Linked DNA regions of Ovis aries: all the other regions are linked to region 3. Evidence: chromatin contacts called from public Hi-C data. All regions are on one chromosome and are shown on one strand. The core of a region is the stretch at or near the end of the contact, and the rest is flanking DNA. Distances in the headings are between cores, read along the strand shown.

Region 1 (4,057 bases), core at 679-3,178, 73 kb after region 3:
GTTGGACTTTTAAAATCTATATCTAGAGATGAAAACACGAAACTAAGAAATCACGTTAGCTCAATTAGCTGAGTTTATAGTTGGTAAGTAATTTACCGTTAGAACCAACAAAGAATTTATATGCAAGAATGACAGAAAACGTATTTTGTTAAAATATTATAATGCAATAAAACTAAGCATTTCTACCTTCACATGTCCTGAAGAAGAAATAAGTTTCTTATTTATTATCATTATCACTTTGAAATTTCTATGTTAAATAGCAAAAACACTAAAAGACAGTTTTTTCCCTCAGATCCTATAGAATTCTGTGTCTTCCTTACCCCTTTTCTCTGGGGCTCAAATTCGACCCTGCTCTTCCTGTTCCCTATTCACCCTAATGCTTACTAGCATCACTGCTGTGCATTAACATTACAAGGAATTGTGGCTTTTTACCTGCCATCTTACAAAATTCTTTAAAGTTATTTTTCTTCAGAAGTTTATAGTTTTCTTTTGACCTGCATGTTACGACAAAATTTTATATTTTCACAATCTCACTTCTGTTATTAAGCAATAAATCGTAGAGTAACTCATTAAAAATATGAGTTTTGTACAAACATCAAAATCTAAAATGAATTTTCTAGGTAGTGTTCAAAAGGCTTGAAATTATAAAATTTCTAGTATTCAGAGAAAGGCATACGATTAAGTTTAAAAAATGGAATTGGCCCAAATAGGAATGTCCAACTCAGCAATGGCTAGGATAATTCATCGTGGAGTGGGGCTGACTATGGAGAAAGATCCAGCCTCTAGGACCGTCACATCTCAACTTCCTTTTTAATTTTTTATGAACAGCAATGAATGGTGGTCATTTTAAAATTTAGAGCAGCAGATACGGTAAGAAAACAAAGCTAAGCATCTGAAATGAACTGTTTAAACATTTTTAGAGAAAGAAAATAAAATTTTCTTCTTGCTATAGTTACGGAAAGGAAGTAACTAGTTTCAGAATCTACATTTCCTTATGTAAGTCAATGGAAACTAGGACTTTTCACTGGACATTTATAAATAAACTTTAAGTTTAGACCCTCAGAAGTAAATATACACTAAGTGTTTTAGTGTTTCACAACTATTTAAGATTTTAGACCTTATAAATCCACTGGAAAAAATTAAATAAAGCATCATTCTATTGCTAAGTCCAGTATAATTATCCATTCTTTCATTCATTTCTTGAGTATCTATTTTACACAAGGTAGTAGGGACAGGATGGGAAGCGATAGAGTGAATTCAATACAATTAAAGTTTTGAAGGCTTTATAATTAAGTTGATGAAGGGAGCTATGGGATTAGTGCCAGGATGGTTTTGGCAGAGCATTTTAAAAATGGTATCAAGAGTAGATACAGCATAGATCTGCAGCAACTAAATGAATTTTTAAACCTGAGAAGACCACGTTTAAAAACAAAAACCAAAAAACTACTTTATAAAAATCAGGGAGTGCTTACCACAAAGAGATTTGTTTTATGCTTGACATGTAAGATCTCTGTGTGACAAGGCACTTATTAATGTTCTTAAGTTAATTCACCCATGCAGAGAGTAAAACTGCATTTACCTGCAAATTATTCCTGAAAATGTAAGTAGAGGAAAAGCATTTTTTTCTTTAAAAGCCAGGGCATACTTTAGATTAGAGTGGACTGCTAGTGTTAATATCTTAATGCTCTTTGTCTTCCTCCAGTTTTAAAAAGGACACAGTATAAATCTGGAAAGAAGAGTATGAACTAACATGCAGAGTCAAGAAAGCCAGAACTGCTGTGTGGGAGGGTCTGCGTTGCCACGGTGGTCATGGGTGGTGAGGCAACTGGCTTCTTCTCATCTTCTATGGAGTCCCTTGATGTCTCAGATGGCTGTGATACAGATGAACGTCCAAATCTTGAGAACAACATTCCTCCAAGTCCCTTTCCAATGCTTGCAGCCCCTGCATTTCACAAAACAGGCCAGTCATTCTGCTGAATTACACCACATACCAGGCTAAAGAGCACCACCCGTAATTACAGTCAGTTGGCAGAGAGACTAAGCCCTAGTCATGTTTTTCCAGGGTGGGAACACAAAAAAACTGCAATTTATATTGTAGGTTTCTAAATAAAAATGGTGTTGAACAGAAGGAGAGTTGTACAAACTGCAGGAATACAGCTTACAAAGAAAAAAAGATTCTATTTTATTCAAGTAATCTTTGTTTTTTAAAGTATTTTATAACATTAAAAATGTTAATAAAAAGAACCACGCCATTCACATGGGCATATATTTACTATTGGTATGCCTACTCCTGAAGTGAAGTGGATCTGTTATAAAAAGCTGTGAATAAACAATCTCTATGATGAATATCAATGAATCCAGCAGATAGAGCCTGTTTACAGTGCCATCTTGTGGCATTTTATATTAAGGCAACTTGTAACCAAAAGCAAAGGACAAATTAAGTGGCACACGATTGAGCTCCAGCGCCACACCAAACACCGTGGGTGGAACTGGAGACCATGCAAAGAGAAATTCAATATACTTGTTGCTCTCAAGAAGAACATGATTTGAGAGACTTTTAGGACACAGATCAGAGAACGGATTGGCAAGGACACCCTTAGTACTCAAGCACCCCCTCATTTCACAAATGAGGGAGATGAAAATTAAAAACTATGTGACTTCTCTAGATTTCACAGCAAGTGATGGGTCCAAGGTTAAAATGAGGGACTTGATGTCTCCACCTTTTTTTGTGTGTGTGCATCAAGCTATCTTATATTCTCTAACTATAGAATCTGATCTAACTAGAGAATTTAGGGCTTTTGCCTTCAAATATAAGAAGTGAGAGTAACTAACTCTAAACATTAACTCTCAGATGTTTTGTAATATATAGAGTATTTCCAGGTACCTAAAATTTAATGACTATATAAAATTGCTTAAGTTCATTGATGAGGAATACCAAAGAGAAATTACCTAATATGCTTGCTTTGCCTATATTTGTTATAGATTCCCCATAGTGTCGGCGAGACAAGACTGGCGAAGTCACAGGGCTTGGTATTGTTGAGATGCCTTCATTCTCTGAAATTGAGGTAGGATCTTTTGCTGGGTGAAGAAAGCTTGGCTTCATATACTCGTAAGGTAGAGGATTGGATGTATTATACCAGTGGATCTGCACAGGTGAAATGTTGCTGTAGTGTTTCAGTATTAACGGTTCTAATCTATAAGCCTTGATGGAAAAAAATTCAAAGAAACAAAACATTAAGGCACAATGCTTAGGTTTTAGTAAACTGTTCATTCTGATTCTACTGTGTGCTCAGAGGACCTTAGGAAATGATTAAAAACCTGACATTCCTAACACGTATTCCAATTTCTTCACTGTTAATAATATGTAGTTTGTCTAATTATATATCCTTAATGATGAGACTATAAAAAAATTCGAGTTAAGTCTAGGCTAATAGTGCCCTTTAATTAGTTTTTCAGTAATATTAGTTGCTCAGTCGTGTCTGACTCTTTGCGACCCCACGGGCTGTAGCCTGCAAGTCTCCTCTCTCCATGGGATTCTCCAAGCAAGAATACTGGGAGTGGGTTGCCACTCCCTTCTCCAGAGGATCTTCCCAGGGATTGAGTCCCAGTCTCCTGCCTGAGGGCAGGAGCTACAAGGGAAGACCTTGTAGCTACAGGGAAGTTTGAACTACAGGGAAGACCTTGTTTTTCAGAGGAATATTCATTTTTATATAACATCTAGCAATTAGATTAATATTAAGTCTCAAAAACAAAACTAAAGCAGTAAACAGCAACTTGGAGCGCAGTAAATAAGCTCAATTTTTAACATCTAAGCTCTCAGTTGACTCTATTTTCAAGCAGATTAATGTAGTACATGAGATGATGATATAAGACCATTTGTCTAAGGTGAAATAGGGACGATATAGCAGAAAAGGCAATGGACTTGGCATACAATTCCCTGCATTCATATTCTGGCCTCTGTCACTTATTAACTATACGACACTCACCAAGTTACAAAGTCTCACAGCCTCAGTTTCCTAAGCTGTAGAAAAGAAATAATACTTCCTAATTTCTACTA
Region 2 (3,935 bases), core at 418-2,917, 76 kb before region 3:
CACTCAGCTTTCCTCTTTTGTGAAGTACCCATTCCAGTGTTCTGTCCACTTTTTAAAAATAATTTATTTATCTCTGGCTATGTTGGGTCTTTTGCTGCATGGGCTTTTCTCTAGTTGCATTGAGCGGGGGCTACTCTCTAGTTGCGGAGCATGGGTTTCTCACTGCAGTGGCTCCTCTTGTTGGGGAGCATGGGCTTTAGGGCTCATGAGCTTCAGTAGTTGCGGCTCCCAGGCTCTAGAGCACAGGCGCAATAGTTGCGGTGCACGGGTTTAGCTGCTTCGTGGCATGTGGGATCTCCCTGGATCTGGGATGGAATCCGTGTCTCTTGCATTGGCAGGTGGATTCTCTACCACTGAGCCACCAGAGAATGGACAGCCATCACCTGTCCATTTTTCCTTTGGCTTCATCAGTACTCATGTGTATTTATATTCCAGATGGTAATCCTCTGTCAACTATGTGTTGAAAATACCTGGTCCAGTATGCCTTTTTATACTTCGTAATATCTTACTTTTCATCTTAATGTTAACCGGTTTGTACTTTTTGTGTCTTAATACACAGAATCTTTCCTCACTGAATGATCTCTGTTATCTTTTAACAGTTACATGCTTTCCCATTCCCTATTTAAATATTTAATCCATTTGGAATTGCCCTCAACTACTACATACACAGATGAGGTCAGTGGTCCAAATTCCTTCCCTAAACACCAGCAACGCTTGGTGGGAAGTCCTTGTTTCACACTGATCTGCAAGGCTGGCTCTTGGAAATTATTTCCCTATGTGGGCATGTTTGCTTCTGGGGTCTATTTGGGATCTTTGTGCCAATGTGACCCTTTCTGTCTAGTGTTAGATAGGACTGTAGTTATAAGACTTCTTGCGGTCTGAAAGGCCATACCTGTTGTTCTCTAGGAGTGTCTTGGCTATTCTTGGCCCTTTGTGCTCCTGGAATAGAAAACATGCTGTTTTCTAAATATTCCTTCTAAGTGCTCACTGAATTTATAATTAGGCAAGGAAAACAGAAACAAGGTTTAGATGTTCTGATCAGTAAACCTGACAATGTGTTTACTTGAATTTTACTTGGTCATAAAAATTAAGTTCATAAAATTTGGATTTGAGATGAGAATTTATGCTCAAAAGTTTTTTTTTTTAATTGTCCAATATCTGCAAACCATATTTATACAGGTATGCTAAACCTGTCTGGTTGGTTGTGGTGTTTTTATCACAAATTTAATTAACATTGAACTTGGACCATTTCCCTGAGTAGTAAGAGATAATGCTTGGCCAGTGAAGCCACATGAGATTATAATTAGATCTCATGAAATACTGGTCTCAAATTATTTTAAGTGCTTGTAATTTTTAGTAATATGCAGGCCAAGGCACAGACATCAAAAGAGAAACTCAACTAGGTGAGTGTGTCTGTGTGTGTGCTGATAACTGTTTACTAAGAGAATAAATAGAGAATTTTAATGTACACACTCAGCCTGGGAAACTTAGTATTGTTTATTAAATAAAGCAGAGAAAGCAAGAGAGGAATCAGCACAGTGGGAAATCAGGTCACCAGATAAGGCTTTTTTGCTACCCTGTTTCCTGTTCTGGGTGGCTCTGCCATCCACTGGGAGAGATTCATTCCTCTTACCCAGATTGACAGTTTCCCATTTCCTGTCACTCTCTGCCACCTCCCTCCCCCATTCTTGACCTGCCAGACCAAAGCAGTTCAAACAGATAAAGACACAGTTAATTTGCTGAAGAGCACAGAGCTTTCAGTAAACAACTTCTTCCTGGGCAGTTCTGTGTGGAGATGACAGGAACTTTATCAGCAGAGTAAGAATTGAATCCACTTATTATTGTATGTCTATTGGGCCTACACTCCCCACAGAGCAAGTCAGTTCACCCCTGCCTTTCCTTTGCAACTTTATAGCCACTAAAAGAGGGAACAGCTACAGTAGCCACAAAAACATTTTGGGAGAGGGGGAGGCAGGATTATCTGGAACCAGCATCTGCATTTTTAGAATAAAGCAGAGCATGGATGATAGGCGGCAGCCGTGCAAGGTCATGGGTGGAGGAGAGGCATTCAAGAAGTATCAGTGATGATACTATGTCACAGAGGGATGGATCTCAGAAAGTCCTGTTCTTATTTTCTGAATTATCAGAGCAGTGAGTATGTTACCATGTTTTGACTGATGGTCAAACACAGCAGCAGCCCTTGTCAAACAATTATACGGGGTAGAAATAATTAAGAAAAGTATAAGATAAGCATGCATTCCAGAGTATCAAAGAAGTTTTGAGTTAAAAAAAAAAAAACCAACTAATATTTTACTGGGAAACTACTACATTTAATGTAGGTAAATTGTTGTGTACTTGAAACATTTTCTTTAACTCTGTGCAGTTATCTCCCAGATAAATTAAAGGCCAGGAACCCAGATTGGTCTGATCCCACTACATCACTAACTGATAAATTATTAAAAGCACCTCAATAAAACTTTTAACATAATAAAGAACAAAACTATGGAATATAAAATGAAATAAGCACTATCTCTACACTGGCCAAGAACTGCCAAGTGGCTTTCCTTCCACAAAGTTCATGTCTCTGACGTGGTGGTGTATAGAGTGTATGATCTACATCCTTCTGGATGTAGATCAAATCACCACAGTGTACACTGTAAATACCTTACAGTTTTGCAAATTATCCCTCTGTAATGCCTGGGGAAAAACAAGTCCATGTCTTTAAGTCCTTGACTTTCGAAGTTCGACGTTGCATAAAAAATTATTTGTACCAAGTGAAGATTAGTGACCAACTGCATCAGGGGCTTCCAGCTGGTCTTTAAACTGCTGTTGTAAGAGAACGAGTTGCAAGAGAGCTTAGTCTCTTGTCCCCTGTGCCTTCGTGTCTACCTGAAAATGAGTTACTGAGCAGAAACCAGAAGCTGTGTCTAGAGGCCCTGTGGTGTTTTTTTCGTTGACTGCTGTCATCTCTGTAGGGACCACCATCAATAGGGCTCCCCAGGATTCATGAAGTACCACTGGATAGGGAGATGGAAATCAGGGTTCCACTTCTAGCTCTGCCTTGCCATTTGTCAGTTATAGCCATGTGACTTCAAACAGGTTACTTGGCTTCACTGAGCTTCATCTACAAAATGAGGAGGGAGAGTTGCATGAATCTTTTAAAAAGGGCTCTCCTGGTGGCTCAGATGGTGAAGAATCTGCTTGCAATCCACGAGACCTAGGTTCTATCCCTGGGTCAGGAAGATCCCCTGGTGGAGGTCATGGCAACCCACTCCAGTTTTCTTGCCTGGAGAATTCCACGGACAGATGAGCCTGGAAGGCTATAGTCTGTGGGGCTGCAAAGAGTTGGACATGACCAAGTGACTGACACTTTTAGAAGAGATAATGTATGTGAAAGCACTTAGCATGCCTCTCAGTGCAGAGAGTATCCAAAAAGTGTTTCCTCCATATTCAACTGAGGCTGAAAAGTTCCAAGTTGTAACAACCATCACTATATTCAATAAACAAATATATGTTAATAGATCCTAGGTAGAAACCACAACGCTCAGATCCAGTCCTCAAAAAAGTAATAACTCAAGTAATAATTTATTAGGGGCAATAGGATATACTCAATCCTAATAAGGATGACTGCTCTTAAGTTCCAAAAAGGACCAAATTCAGTGGCAGTTCTAAGGAGTAAGAGAAAATGTTTGGCTACAAGGAAAGTTGGAAGTACTAGTGGATGAAAGAACATTTGACCTCTTTCTAAAATTTCTAAAATGCTAGAAAGCTCAGATGTGAACAGGTGGCGACTAGAAGGTTTGGGCAATGAATGGAGATGGGTGAGGGCAGTGTGTCTGCAGTCGCCCAGTTTGAGCTGGGGAACAGGCCACAGAAGACCTCTGAACGTTTGACTGGGGACCATTAGATTTTATGCTGTGAGCAACCAGGAGTTA
Region 3 (3,717 bases), core at 273-2,772:
GTCCTCCTCCCAACCCGCGCTTCCCCAGTCCCTGCCGGGCCCGGCCCCTCACCGCGCGCTTCTTGCGCTCCCGGCCCAGACTGGAGCAGCAACAGGCGCGGAGCGGGGGCTCGCCCGGCAGCGGCGGTGGTGTCGGGTCCCCTCCTCAGCCGGCGAAACGCTGCGTCCTGGCCCGAGCGACTAATGGAGTCCAGCCGTCGCGGCCCCTCGCCTCTCCCTCCGCGCTCCACCCCTCTCTCCCCGCCCCCTCAGTCCGAGACCAGCTCCCTCCTCCCCGCCCCGCCGAGCCGCCCTCCGCGGGTCCGGCCGCCTCGCCCCTCCCCCGCCGCCCCCCGCCACCGCTCTCGGGGCCGAGGCCGCGCGAACTCCCGGGCTGGGGAGGGGGGGCGCGCGGCGCGGAGGCAAGCCGTGCGGGGGAGGCGGGGGCGCCCGCGGCGGCAGCAATCTCGGCCCCGCCGAGTCGCTGCCCTTTTATGGAAATGAAGCACCCGGCGTAGGGATTGAGTCCAACATCCGGGCTCTTGGCGGCGAGACCTGAGGAGGGGGAGCCCGGAGAGCGTGGCTGCTTCCCACCCGGGTGCGGGAGGGCGCCGGGCGCTCCCTTCCACGCTCGCGTCTCTGGCTCCGGGAGGGCATGCAGCGGGCTTCCAGCCGGAGGAAGGGGCTCGTCCATGAGAAATGGCCACAGGAAATTCCCAGGGCAAGGTCGTTTTCGGGGAACAAAGTCCCCCCGCCCCCTCCCCACGGCTGGAGCGAGCCCAAAAGTCTCGGGGCGGTGAGAAGTCCGCACTCAGGGAGCTGAAGACAGGGGATTGAGGACGTAAAAACTTAAAAAAAAGTAAATGCCCAAGCCAACTCCGCGAACATCCAACAAAAGAATGAGAAAAAGCGGAGAGGTGAACCGCAAAGTTGCTTTGCAAGCAATGTCCGGCACAATCAGCAGCTCCTACCGGACTCCCAAGAGTTTACTTGCGCTCTTAACCCATTCGGAAGCTGCAACCCGAAGTGAGTCATTTAGGTCCACGATGCTGTAGTTCGGGGGCGGTGGGGGTGTGGTGGAATCAGGGCAGTGAGATTTATTCGGAAACTCTTTTCTCCAGCCTTTTCGACTCTGTGTACGTATTTGTGTATTTTTATTTGCATTTTAGCAATCCCAGTCTACTAAGTTATTTAGATGGCTGGACATCCCTCTACCCCACCCTCAGCCACACCTTGAAGGAATTTTAATAGCTCTGAACCGGTGCCAGCAGGTACGGGAAGAACTAAAGAATGTTACCTGTTGAGACTGACCAGTGATGGAGAACGGTCCTCCAGCTTCCCACTTCACTTCCACTTCCCCCTTATACTATCGCACTCAACCGAGAAGGCTCCAGTCAAAAACGGCTACTGGAAAACTGCCTCGCTGGCAAATAGAGGGCTCGACGAATTTAGGTCAGGAAGACGCAGATAAGATATCCCAGATCCCATAAAAGACCCCCGGTTTTAAAAGCCTCCAAGTCTTCTTGAACTGTGTCAGACTCTTCAAAGAGGACACCCCCACCCCCACCCTAGGCAAATAATCCTGTGTTCAGCAACACTATTGGGAAACGAGGTTAGAGGCCTCAAGAAAGGGGTGGGACCCATGAAAGAGTAAAAGAAAAGCAGCGAAGTTTAGTCAGATCCCAGAGGTTTGGCACCCAAAATAGGGAAAACCACTACAGTATTTTCAGCTAGTCATCATGGAGAAATTGATGCCTCGGAGTCTGTAGACTCTCCACTCTCCAATCATTTCTTCTCATGGAGGTTCTAAATAGTTCACTTGGAAGCAGTATGAACGTCCAGAGAGGAGGCGATGTTTATGTAAATTATGGTGTAGCAAATATTATAGGAAAATGTTTTCAATAAAATAGTAACTTGTTAGGGTAAAAAGAAACTGTACAGAACTGTACATGCAACTGTAAAAAATCACAAGCGTATCTAGTTCTAATTATTAAGAGAAAAAAGAGCGAAAGGAAATACACCAAAATGTTAACAAGCTCTCTGGGTGTTAAAATCAAGGGAGGTTGTTTTGCCTCTCTATTTTTTATTTTCTAAAAATTCCAAAGCTTTGCATTCAGGACTTGTCTGTCACCACCTTTAATTACATCCAGCATCTTAGTTTCTCTGGGCATGGGATTACCTTCACAGTGATAGACACAACTGATAGAGCAGCTGCTGGACACCTGGACAGGACCTTCAGGGGGTTCCTTTTGTGTTTTTAAATATCCCCAAATAAGACATGAGTTTTTTGAGAGCAAGGACTTCAAGTTCTTTGTCTTGCCCACAAATTTACAAATACCTTGGCACAAAGAAAACGAAAGACATGCTAGGGTCAAATCAACTCAAAAGGCTAGGAAACACTATGTCTGCCCCCATGGAGATATTTCATTTTAGGGGGAAATCCAGGCTTGGAAATGTATGTGCTTATTTCTACACCTTATCCTCCAAAGATATATCATGATGTACAAACTATGAGATAGCATACATTATAAAGGGCACAAAACAACAAGGAAAAAAGGTGGGAAGTGGAAGATTAGAGACTTAAAATAGAGCCAGGAATGAGGCTGAGAACTGTACCTCAACAAATTTTGCAAGTGCTCCAGCAAGCTCTGAATTACTATGACTTCTTAAACATGCCTTTGTAGAACCAAAAATATCCACGTCCTTTCTGAATATTCCCTTTCCTTCAGGCAAATTTGTCTCAGCCAACTGTTGTGTCTCAGAAACTCTTTCAATGCTCAGTTTCCACATTCTAGTTCTCTTTTTCGAACTCTCCAGTGAGTTACTTTCTGAACAGCCTCCCACCACAATGCCTACCACTCTGACTGCTGCTGACTTCTGTGAATGTTTCCTACATTAGGATGGGGAGCTGGGAGTGGGGTGTTAGTATTGCAAATATCAGTCCCGTTTCTTAGCATTGAAACAGCTTAATTATAGCTTTACAAGCGACTTTACTAGCTTCAGATACTCAGCAGTTGGTGTTCGAGCCAACTGGAAGCGCAGGGTAGGCAGTGACCCCCTAAAAGAACTATTAGAGGAATAGTTGGGCTGAGTTGGGTGCAGCTGGTCCCTGTAGGCCCTCTTTTTGAGTGTTTCAAGCTGTTGCTTGCTTTGAAGATTAAAGAGGAGTCAGACTTGAATCTCTGAAACTGGGGATTTTTTTTCTCGATTATTGAGTGAGACCTTCAAATACATTTCTTAAATGTTTACTTCCACGTAACATTTCCCAGTGTGTTCAGAGGTGGAATCTTATCTGAAATCCCCCACTAGAACCTTTAAGACAATGCAATACTTGTGGTACTTACATCATACTGAAAAGTAGCCGAGAACTCCAGTGTTTGGAAGAACGGCTCAAGCATTGAAAGCAGCAATATCCAAATAAGGTACCAAGCACTGGGCTTAGGTTTAGACCAAATGATACCTCACAGATCTGCCGTCAAATGCAGCCCTCCGACTTGGTAGTCCGCAGGTTGACTTCAGCTTTTTCTCTGAGCCCACTTAAACTGTGTTTTACAGTCTTAAAAGGTTCGTAGCAAATATAACCACTGAGTTTGAAATACAGAGAGGTTGGGGGATAGAAGAACATAAGGGAAGGTTTGTGTGAGTAGGAATGTGTAGAAGTATTTTAAAATGCACTTAAAAATGCCATTTGAGGCCAGCAAGATAATGAATTATTCCTGTCAAATACCAGGTGAGCAG

The links. Hi-C and Micro-C count contacts between places; a contact is called where the count stands out from the background.
Region 1: a contact with region 3 is called in a Hi-C map of hypothalamus, with 4 times the contacts expected there. The contact joins the enhancer-like site here to the promoter of FERMT2 in region 3. A contact is called at or near these places in 3 of 16 Hi-C or Micro-C datasets (hypothalamus, retroperitoneal adipose tissue and tail adipose tissue).
Region 2: a contact with region 3 is called in a Hi-C map of liver, with 3 times the contacts expected there. The contact joins the enhancer-like site here to the promoter of FERMT2 in region 3. A contact is called at or near these places in 4 of 16 Hi-C or Micro-C datasets (liver, mixed tissues, omental adipose tissue and 1 more).

What each region holds. Positions count from the first base shown.
Region 1 is chr7:63,788,808-63,792,864 of ARS-UI_Ramb_v3.0, forward strand. DDHD1 (DDHD domain containing 1) reads right to left here. Exons shown (of 11, transcript XM_060418059.1): 9 at 2,950-3,202; 10 at 1,751-1,942. Among named protein-coding and RNA genes, the nearest start is that of DDHD1, 61 kb to the right of the region's middle. Within about 2 kb of position 1,929, at least 11 of the 54 cell types and tissues checked have an H3K27ac peak or open chromatin away from gene starts, as enhancers often do. A contact at or near this core is called in hypothalamus and tail adipose tissue, where this site is marked.
Region 2 is chr7:63,639,959-63,643,893 of ARS-UI_Ramb_v3.0, forward strand. No RefSeq gene overlaps it. Among named protein-coding and RNA genes, the nearest start is that of FERMT2, 76 kb to the right of the region's middle. Within about 2 kb of position 1,668, at least 3 of the 54 cell types and tissues checked have an H3K27ac peak or open chromatin away from gene starts, as enhancers often do. A contact at or near this core is called in liver, where this site is marked.
Region 3 is chr7:63,716,239-63,719,955 of ARS-UI_Ramb_v3.0, forward strand. FERMT2 (FERM domain containing kindlin 2) reads right to left here and starts at 1,523. Exons shown (of 15, transcript XM_060418656.1): 1 at 1,277-1,523.